Linked DNA regions of Astyanax mexicanus: region 2 is linked to region 1. A link is a contact called in public Hi-C data. All regions are on one chromosome and are shown on one strand. The core of a region is the stretch at or near the end of the contact, and the rest is flanking DNA. Distances in the headings are between cores, read along the strand shown. Region 1 overlaps nr3c2 (nuclear receptor subfamily 3, group C, member 2). Region 2 holds the start of nr3c2 (nuclear receptor subfamily 3, group C, member 2).

The links. A called contact is a pair of places that touch in the nucleus more often than the background predicts.
Region 2: a contact with region 1 is called in a Hi-C map of muscle, with 5 times the contacts expected there. The contact joins the promoter of nr3c2 here to the enhancer-like site in region 1. A contact is called at or near these places in 2 of 3 Hi-C or Micro-C datasets (both in muscle).

Annotation. Positions count from the first base shown.
Region 1 is chr7:50,769,553-50,774,834 of AstMex3_surface, reverse strand. All of the region lies in intron 2 of nr3c2 (nuclear receptor subfamily 3, group C, member 2), which reads left to right. Among protein-coding and RNA genes, the nearest start is that of nr3c2, 44 kb to the left of the region's middle. Within about 2 kb of position 2,499, the one cell type or tissue checked has an H3K27ac peak away from gene starts, as active enhancers do.
Region 2 is chr7:50,813,094-50,818,375 of AstMex3_surface, reverse strand. It overlaps nr3c2 (nuclear receptor subfamily 3, group C, member 2), which reads left to right and starts at 2,450. Exons shown (of 9, transcript XM_049481378.1): 1 at 2,450-2,949.

The DNA.
Region 1 (5,282 bases), core at 1,250-3,749:
CTTCATCACAGTCATATAGTAGCATCTAATTGGAATAGCATAGCAACCACATAGCAACCCCCTATCAACCATTAAGCAACACCTTAACAACCAACAGGGAATGACTACAACAACATCCCACCGCAGCACAAGCATATCATGTGCCACTCTCCTCCGATATCTCAATTTACAGAATGAATTGCTGCTTAGCAACCACTTACTAACTCCACCCAACCACTCAGCAACCTCTTAGCAACCACCCAGCAATTACTGTGGAAATGCTTAAGCAACAACCACGTTCATCACAGTCATATAATAGCATCCAATTGGAATGACAAAGCAACCACCTAACAATTACTGTGGAAATGTTTAAGCAACAACCCACTTCATCACAGTCGTATAGTAACATCTAATTGGAATGGCATAGCAACCACATAGCAACCCCATATCAACCATTAAGCAACACCTTAACAACCAACGTGGAATTACTGAAGCAACATCCCATCACAGCACAAGCATGTCATGTGCCACTCTCCTCCTATATTCCAATTTACAGAATGAATGGCTGCTTAGCAACCACTTGCTAACTCCACCCAACCACTCAGCAACCTCTTAGCAACCACCCAGCAATTACTCTGGAAATGCTTAAGCAACAACCCACTTCATCACAGTCATATAAGAGCATCCAGTTATAATGGCATAGCAACCACATAGCAACAATTAAGCAACACCTTAACAACCAACATGGAATTACTGAAGCAACATCCAATCACAGCACAAGTGTGTCTTGTGCCACACTCCTCCCATATCCCCATTACTGGAATGAATGAAACTACCTGCATTACTCAAACTAAAGCTAGGTATGGTGTGCGCACTACTTAATATAGTTTTGGTTTTACTTGCACATTTTTACTAAGTAGTTATTTTGTGCTTAACATTTTTATTTATTTAAGACTAAAAAGTTTACATTTTTGTAAATACTGTAGTTTCCTTTGTGTGTCCTGATTAAAATACTGAAAGGCATAGGCTGCTCTGAGTGTCAGGTTTTTAGTATCTACATGTATCCTAGAGGTGTGATTATTGATTATTAAGATAAATAACTCCGCCTGATGCTGTTTCTCCATGTATTTTGTCAGAGTAATTATTAATAATCCATGTAATGAACTGTTATTGACCATTTTTGAAAATATATCTTAGGTGTGAATATATTTAAAGTATTTAAAGTCTATACATTTAAAAAATAAGTAAAAATAAAACAGGCACTTGGTAAAATTATGACCAAAACATGATCAGTTCCAGGAAAATATAACAATTCTGCTTCCTTTTACATTTTACATTAGACCTGAAAGAGGAAAAAAAACACACCAAAACACCTTTAGTAAAAGGATCACTAGCTCTTTCACTGTTCAGAGATGAGTATTTTAGAGTGTAGTCTGCGAGTTTACTGTGTTAAAACAAGCTACGTGGGACGAACAGCTAGCTGATAGTGCCCTGGGTTACCTCAGTGTAGCGCTGTCGGCTGGCGTTAACTAGCACTAAGCCTTATAATCTGGTGTACCGTATGTATGAACTCTACAAGTCAGGTATTAAGGAGCAATAAAGCCACTCCAGTGAAGTACAGAGTTATACAGGAGTTTCAGTGAAGTTTCTCCAGCACCAAGGCTGGAGCAGCATTAGCATTAGCCTCTAACCACAGCGCTAGCTCTATTGTTGTTCAGAGAAGAGTATATCAGAGTGTAGTCTACAGTCTGTTTACTGTGTTAAAACACAAAAAGCTACGTGGGACGAAAAGCTAGCTGATAGCTCGCTGGGTTACCTCAGTGTAGCGCTGTCGGCTGGCGTTAACTAGCACTAAGCCTTATAATCTGGTGTACCTTATGTATGCCACTCCAGTGAAGTACAGAGTTATACAGGAGTTTCAGTGAAGTTTCTCCAGTACCAAGGCTGGAGCAGCATTAGCATTAGCCTCTAACCACAGCGCTAGCTCTTTTGTCGTTCAGAGATGAGTATATCAGAGTGTAGTCTACAGTCTGTTTACTGTGTTAAAACACAAAAAAGCTACGGGAGACGAACCACTAGCTGATAAACACCAAAACAGCCTAGGGTTCAAAGGGTTAACACCTTTAGTAATACTGAAGGATCACCCTGGGTGACTTTGGTGCTCTGTGAGATTCATGATTTATGTGAAACTTCCTTAACAGCAAAAAAACAGAGCGTAGCACTCGGAGACGGAGATCTCCACATGCCACAATATCACCCAACCAGAACCCTAGTGATGGCGGAGGAACTGCTGAGTCACTGCTTGTGTTTTGGGAGTCGTTTCAGGCCTGACTCTCGCGTCCCCGGTGAGACTCGGCCGTGTTGAAGAAAGCAGGCGGCGGAGGAATCGTTCCGCAGGGCAGCGCTCCCCCGAGAGCCCTTAAACCCTCTCTGAGCTGCTTTGCGCTGCACTCCAGTCTTAATAGCGGTGGCGGCGGCAGTTTCCCCCGGCCCCTGTCAGCAGGTTAACCCTTTCAGCGTAATTGTTTAGCGGTTGCGTAACGCTGTGGAGAGCGGAGTGCTGAGTCAGGGAGCAGACAGAGTTTCGCCGAGGCTCCTGTGGGAGGAGGGGTCGGCCCTCGCCCCCCCGCCGCCGGTGCTGGGCTGGTCTCAGGCATGTGGTGCAGCTGGATATTTATTTTTACAGTATTAACCCTCCCAGGTCTCTCCTGCTCTCCTGGCCTACAGAGCATGCCTTAAAATGCTTATTGATACATTTGGCTCAAAATTTTTTATTTCTCACTCGTGGATAGTTATCACAATCCATTCCTGTGGCTTTGTTTTGTATAGATTCTGAACTTTTTGGACTTTTTTATGTTAAAATAAATAGCAAAAAGGGCAAAGTGGAGAGCACTTTATGATAAAGATCACAAATATCAGTACTTACCATAGTACTGATACACAGAATTACCGTATTTTATAAGAGGACTATAAGGCGCACTTAAAATCTTTTAATTTTTTCAAAATGTCGTAAGTGTGACTTATAATCCAGTGCTTCTTATTATTTAAGGAATTAAGGAGCAGTAAAGCCACTCTGCTGAAGTACTGTGTTATACAGGAGTTTCAGTGAAGTTTCTCCAGCACCAAGGCTGGAGCAGCATTAGCATTAGCCTCTAACCGCAGCACTAGCGCTTTCGCCACTCAGAGGCGAGTATATCGTTCTGTAGTCTGCGTGTTTACTGTGTTAAAACAAGCTACGTGGGACGAACCGCTAGCTAATAGCACTCTAGGTTACCGGAACACTCAGGTTCCGGCAATATACAGTGAATGGTTAAGACACTAGGTAGCAATAATCTCTGTGATTCCATCTAATATTTTCCAAAGGAATTCATTTACCCATCAGCCCCATACCAACAAACCAGCAATACCTTAATAACCACTTAAAATGGTGTACTTTGAATTGAATTTAAAGTTTCTACAAAAGAAAAGAAATCCTAGAGGAACAAACAAATCTCAGTATTGCAACCACATGTAAACACATATCAACCACCTATCAACCCCACAGCCACCACCCAGCAACACCCTAGCAGCCACTTCTGAACTACTGAAGCCAGGGAGCCACTTTTATAATAAAGATCACAAATATTAGTACTTACTATAGTAAAACACATAATTACCGTATTTTTCAGACTACAAGGTGCACTTAAGATCTTTTAATTTTCCCACATACCGTCAGTGTGCCTTATAATCCGGTGCTCCTTATGTATGAATTATACCAGTCAGGTATTAAGAAGCAGTAAAGACACTCCGGTAAAGTATAGCGTTATAAGGGTGAGTTTCAGTGAAGTTTCTCCAGCACCAAGGCTGGAGCAGCATTAGCATTAGCAGTTAACCACAGTGCTAGCTCTTTCGCCATTCAGAGGCGATTATATCGGTATGAAAATAGACCAGAAAATAGAAGTTCATTGATAGTGCTCCTTATAGTACAGTGTGCCTCATAGTGCGTAAAATGCAGTAAATGGTTAACACACTAGGTAGCAATAATTTGTGTGATATATTATGCGCAAAAAAATGAATTGAATTTAAAGTTTCTGCAAAAGAAATCCTAGAGGAACAAAAAATCTCAGTATTGCAACCACATGGAACAACATATCAACCACCTACCAACCCCACAACCACCACCCAGCAACACCCTAGCAGCCACTTCTGAACTGCTGAACCCAGGAAGCCACTTTTATCCCTTTTTCCTTCTTTTCAACTTTTCTTCTTGGTAGTTTTAACAAAGTAGTTAAATAATTAAAATAAATATGAATTGACCCAGAGCACAGTCTGAATAATAGCTCTATGTTATATATATATATATTGCTCTTTACTGGAGAAACAGTGTTTGACTGATTTCCTTTAGCTTGTTCTTTGATGTTATTTTCTATAGAATAACACACGCATTTACTCGAGGTCACGGCTGATGACTTATGGATAAAGCTGGTGAAACTGCATTACCGGAACATCAATAAAAAGCAAGAAAACAGGAATAAAGCGCTCGCTCGGGTTACTCTGCCGTATCAGAGCTCGTTCTCCTTCTGCTTGCTCGGCAAAGTCATCTACCTGCGGCGGAGTTCAGGAGCCTTCCGGCTGAGTGAAGGTCGGGCTGCTCTTCAGCGGGACGGTGCCGGGTTCCGGAGCGTTCGGCGGGACAGGTTTGATTAATTGCTGGGTGAAGCGGAGCGGCTTTACCGGAGAGGAATTGAATCAGCCGTGCGGCGCTCGCGGGACGACCATTAAAGAAATTGGCCTTTAGTTTGGAAAAGTAAACGAGAGGCATTTATTACAGCCATCTACCCTCTACTCATCTCATAACAGCTCCACACACTGAGGGTGGGCCACACGGAAAAATATATATATTTACAGTAGAGTAAATTTCCCTAATGTAGAATAATTAAGCTTTACTAAGTGTAACTGTTCATTAAAAAATCTATGAAAAAAATCAATAAAACTATAAATCATTAATACAAAATATATTGGACATCCAAAAAAGTGTGTTAAAAAATATATAATTTGCCAAGGTGGGCCGCACTGAAAAATATATATTTACAGTAGAGTAAATTTCCCTAATGTGGGACAATTAAACTTTACTTAGTGTAGGTGTTTATTAAAAAAAATATATACATAAAAAATCTATAAAACTATGAATTATTGATACAAAATATATTGGACAGCCAAAAAAGTGTGTTAAAAAATATATAATTTGCCAAGGTGGGCCGCACTGAAAAATATATATTTACAGTAGAGTAAATTTCCCTAATGTGGGACAATTAAACTTTACT
Region 2 (5,282 bases), core at 1,201-3,700, 44 kb before region 1:
TGAGCAGCTGGCAGAGGAGCAGGTTTCTGGGCAGGAAAGCTATGTGTGTGTGTGTGTGTGTTAACCCCTGAGGCAGTAAACCTAAATTTAAAGACACAGTCATGCTACACACTATGCAGCTACATTATTATCATGATACTAAAGCCTCTATAATAAAGCTTTACAGGAGAAATATTAGAAATTAAATAGACTTTAATGTCGTTTTTCTTTATTCCTTTATTTAATGTATTTTTTACAATGTAGATTAATATTAAATACATTTAAAAAAATAAGGGACACATATGGATTTAAGTAGTAAACAGTAAAAAAGTGTTATTCCTCCACATTAATCTTCTGATTTAATCCTGATGAACTGAGATGGTGATTTGAGGTTATTTAATTGGGATGAGCTGGAGCTTCACAGCGTGAAGGAAAGAAAAGCAGCAACTATTGTTCAGCACCTCCAGGAACTCCTTCCTTCAAGACGCTGAGAAAACTATTCCAGGTGACTTTCCCTCATGAAGACACTGAGATTAAAATTAAAACCAAGAGTGTGCAGATCTGTCCTCAAAGATAAATGTGCTACTTAGAAGAATCTAAAGTGAAATAGAACATATTCTGGTTTGTTTAACATTTTTTGTTTACAGAATAATTCTGCATGTGTTCCTGTAGAGCTTTAATATAGTTTTTAATATTAAATATACAATGCAAAAACTCATAAAAAGAAATAAAACATGTTAAATGAGAAGAGGTGTCTCCACAGTTTCTGAATCAGTTTCTCTGATTTTACTATTTATAGGTATATGTTTAAGTAAAATGAACATTATATTCCAGAGGTTTTCAATTTGGTAAAATCAAAAATTCTCATAATTTTCAAATGTTATTTTTTTCCCCAGAGCTGTATATTCCCCCACACAAAGTTCCACTTCTCCACAGCTCATTGCTGTGGAGTTTCTGAATCAGTTTCTCTGATTTTGCTATTTATAAATATAAATATTGTCATTTAGAGCATTTATTTGCAGAAAATGAGAAATCCATAGCTTTTAGACCTTAAATAATGCAAATAAATAAACAAACTCACATTCATACATTTTCAAGAGTTAAAGAATAACCTGGGTTTTAATCACAGTTTTCATGCATCTTGGCCTCATGTTCTCCTCCACCAGTCTTTTACACTGCTTTTGGATAACTTTATGCCTTTACTCCTGGTAAAAAAATTCAAGCAGTTCAGTTTGGTTTGATGGCTTGTGATCATCAGTCTTCCTCTTGATTATATTCCAAATGTTTTCAATTTGGTAAAATCAAAGAAACTTATCATTTTTAAGTGGTCTCTCTTTTTTCCAGAGCTGTATATAAATGTCTATTACATTTTGGTTTACTTAATAACTCCATATGTTTTTTTTTTCTAAGCTTTTTTCATGAACTAAATCAGTGAGTCGGTTGAATCAGCTGAATCGAATCTCCGGTCATCAATCGCTGCTATCACTGTGTTTTGTTAGCGGAGTAAAGTTAGTTTGATATTCGATATTCAGCGGAGATTCGCCTTTCGGCCGTTCTCTTGCTCACAGGCAATGTCCTAAACTCTCCCAAATTACATTTTCCAAACCACAGAAGAACAGAGAACAAACTACAAATGTCAGATTTTCTGAAAACACCCAACCTTTCTGTTTCTCCGAGAATATTTACTGAAATATTCTATATTTCATATTAGTACAGTACAGTAGCAATTTTTATTATTAAAAAATTAATATAAAATCAACCGAGTCATATTTTTCAAAACTAAAAGTTGTAGTATGTTTATCAGGTGTGTCTCTAAAGACTACAAGTGATTTTATTTCTATATTTCATATTAGTACAGTACAGTAGCAATTTTTATTATTAAAAAAATAATATAAAATCAACCGAGACATATTTTTCAAAAATAAAAGTTGTAGTTATTTTTCAGGTGTGTCTCTAAAGACTACGTATGATTTTTTTTATCTATATTTCATATGGGCGTGTTACAGTAGAAATGCATTAAACGGCGCTGTGAATGTTTACGTTTTTAATCAGGGTCCGTACTTTGCAGACGGTCCCTTAACAGCTTCAGCGCCCGCTGCAGCGATTCCTGCCATTTTCAGTTAATATTCTCGGAGAAACAGAAAGGTTGGGTGTTTTCAGAAAATCTGACGTTTGTAGTTTGTTCTCTGTTCTTCTGTGGTTTGGAAAATGTAATTTGGGAGAGTTTAGGACATTGCCTGTGAGCAAGAGAACGGCCGAAAGGCGAATCTCCGCTGAATATCGAATATCAAACTAACTTTACTCCGCTTGTTTTGTTTTGCTTCACCTGTCGGTGAGTTACCTCGTAACCCCGCTCCGGCTCGTGCACGCGCAATCTACCTCATACCCCCCCCTCCCCCTCTATAGAGCTCGGTGCAGTGGGCGGGGCCTATGACGTAGCGCGCGGGGGGGGGGTGTATTATTTTGTAGAGCAGCCTGCAGTCGCCAGACTCCCAACATACATACACACACACACACACACACACACGGAGACACGCGCTGTGTATATACACACATACACACACACGCGCACGCACGGATACTCTGCGCGCGCAGAGCGAGAGAGAGCGAGCGAGACAGACACCTATGCGCGCGCACAGGTAAAGAGGACGCAAGTGCGTTTGTTGTTTTTTCTGAAGCCGCGCGCACGAGGAAACTCGCGGACGGGATTTTCTCTGTTTTTCTGGGGTTTTTGGTGTTTTTTCTTTTTTTTCTATTCTTCTTCTTCCTCCTCCTCTCAGCGCGTGATGTGCGCAGCACCGAGCTCAAAGTAGTGGACGAGCAGAGAGAGAGAGAGAGAGAGGAGTACAAACAGAAGAAAAAGGAGAGGAAAACTACTTTCCCTCATTTGGATTAATCGAATAATCGAACGGAGCAACGCGGGGGACGGCGGGGACACACCTGACACAACACCTGGATGACTTAATCAAGGTAAACTCCGCTCGCGCCGCTACCGCTTCTGTTGTCATGCAAATTGTTGCAAAGTCTACTGGATAAACAATACGATTTGTTGGAGCACTTTTCATTTCACTTTACTTCAAAGTAGTAAAGTAGTGATAAAAACAGCACTGCAAGAAGAAGAACTGCAACTAAGCACTGTTTTAGTAGCTGACTACTTAAATGTCTGTCGATTATTTTTATTATGAGCCTCGATTACTCGATTAGTCCCTGTATTTCATTGGTGAGGCTCCTGTTCAAGTGACAGCTAAACTCTTAGGACCCTATAGTGCTATAGTGTGATAGTGTACATGTTTTATTGATCTTAGCAAAACAAACAAACAAAAAAAACATAATTCTAATCTAAAGAAATGCTGTATTTTATATAAACCCAATATATGATACACAAGCTGCAGTATTAATATCATGGCATTCTGAAATATAATAATATTGTGCATCCCTACCATAGGTCAGTTTTATGGGATATTTTAATCATTGTTTATCATACCTCTATTTGTGTTTGTAAGAATTTTAACATGTTTCTGATTTAATATATATATATATATATATATATATATATATATATATATATATATAGATAGAGAGAGAGAGAGAGAGAGAGAGAGAGAATTACTACTATGTCCCATTTACAAAATATTATCTATAACTTTTATAATTGTTGATTATAAAAAATTTGAAGACACAACAGATTACATTGCACTGCATTTTTTTTCACTTAGTATCAGAACATCCTTGAAGCGAAGATGGAGAAAGTCGAAAAAATAATCCTGTACAACTACAATGCTTAGTTGATATAATCTAAAAATCATAAAAAAATAATTGTGGATTGACTCCAAATTCAATGTTGACTAGTCGTTAATTTGAAACTGTAATGTAATGTACTAAAGACAGGGCAAAAAAAGTGCCTACTGGGCATTTAAAGGGCATTTAAATCCCATATTGTGCTGTTTTTAACATTTTGGTGCAAAGATAGAAAAAGCTATAGGATCAGGAGCTGTACCAACAGAAGGCAGAGATTAGAGGACATGGCAGAAATAATCGCTGACTAATCGATTAATCAGAAAAAATAACCGTTAGACTAGTCAACTATCAAAACAATCAATAGTTGTATCATATCGGTTAGGGGTGAGCAAACGCGATGTGCCGCGCGACAGTCTAGTAGCGCTGGAGCTGTTTGTAGCGCTCGCGCCACAAATCGCGCTGCTCCCAACAGTGCTGTTATAGTGTTATTATTTATTACTTTGTTGAAGTGTGCTCCAACAAATCCTGAGCGCATGCACGCACGCACACATACATGCATGCATTCATGCAAGCAACATCCCACTGCTTTGCTCGTGCATAGTCAGCCCTGCTCTAAACTGTGTCCGAGCAACTCCGAGTTGCATGAGTGAGTGCACGAGCCTTGAAGGTTGGTCAGTGTCAGTGCACTGCGCGAGCTGCTCCCGCTGCGTTTTTCCGTCCCGTGCCTGTTTGACAGTGAAAACCGCTAGTCAGCGCGTGCATGCACGCTAAGGACACCTACGGTAATGCATAACGCATTGTACTCGTCGCTCGCGGCGCGATGGCATGAGTGTCGCGAGCTTGTGTCGAAGCCAGATCGCGATATAAGCAACTGCGTCACTGTCATCATCACCATGCAAGCAGAAAAAGTGGGCTGTTGGAGGGGTTGGGGTGGGGACGAGAAAGGGGGGGGATGCTTGACTTTGGGCAGCGCGCGCGAGGCTGTGCTGTGCTGGGGAAAGTTTTGCATGTGCACGGCATCACGACATTAAGCCCATTGTTGTTGTTATGTTGTTTTGGAAAAGAGATGAGAGATGAGCAGTGGCGTGTCCATCCACGAGCCCTCATAAACAGTAGTGCATAAACTTCTGGGCGACAGTGGGTCTGCTTGTGTACAGTGCACGAGGAAAAAAAATATGTGCACCACCAACTAGTAGGCTACGTCATGTTTTTTTTTAAAAGTCGTAGCCTGCTGTCCCGTGCACATTGCTGTAGCTTGTAACAAGCCTGTTAAAATCCATTGCATTTTAAATAAATTGCAATGCAATGAATTAATGCATTAAGTTATATGCAAGCATGCGTGCATGCATATGACATCAAGCTATTCAAACATGTCCATTCTGTCATCTTAAATTACATTACATTACATTTGGCATTTTTTTAAATTGATTATTATGATTTCTGTGTAGTCTGAAGTCTTATAAATATAATAATTATTTTAAAAACGGTATATTAAGTATTTTAAAGGTTTTGAAGGCCAAAAGGTTTTAAAGTCATAGCCTACTGTAGCCCATGCACATTTGTCC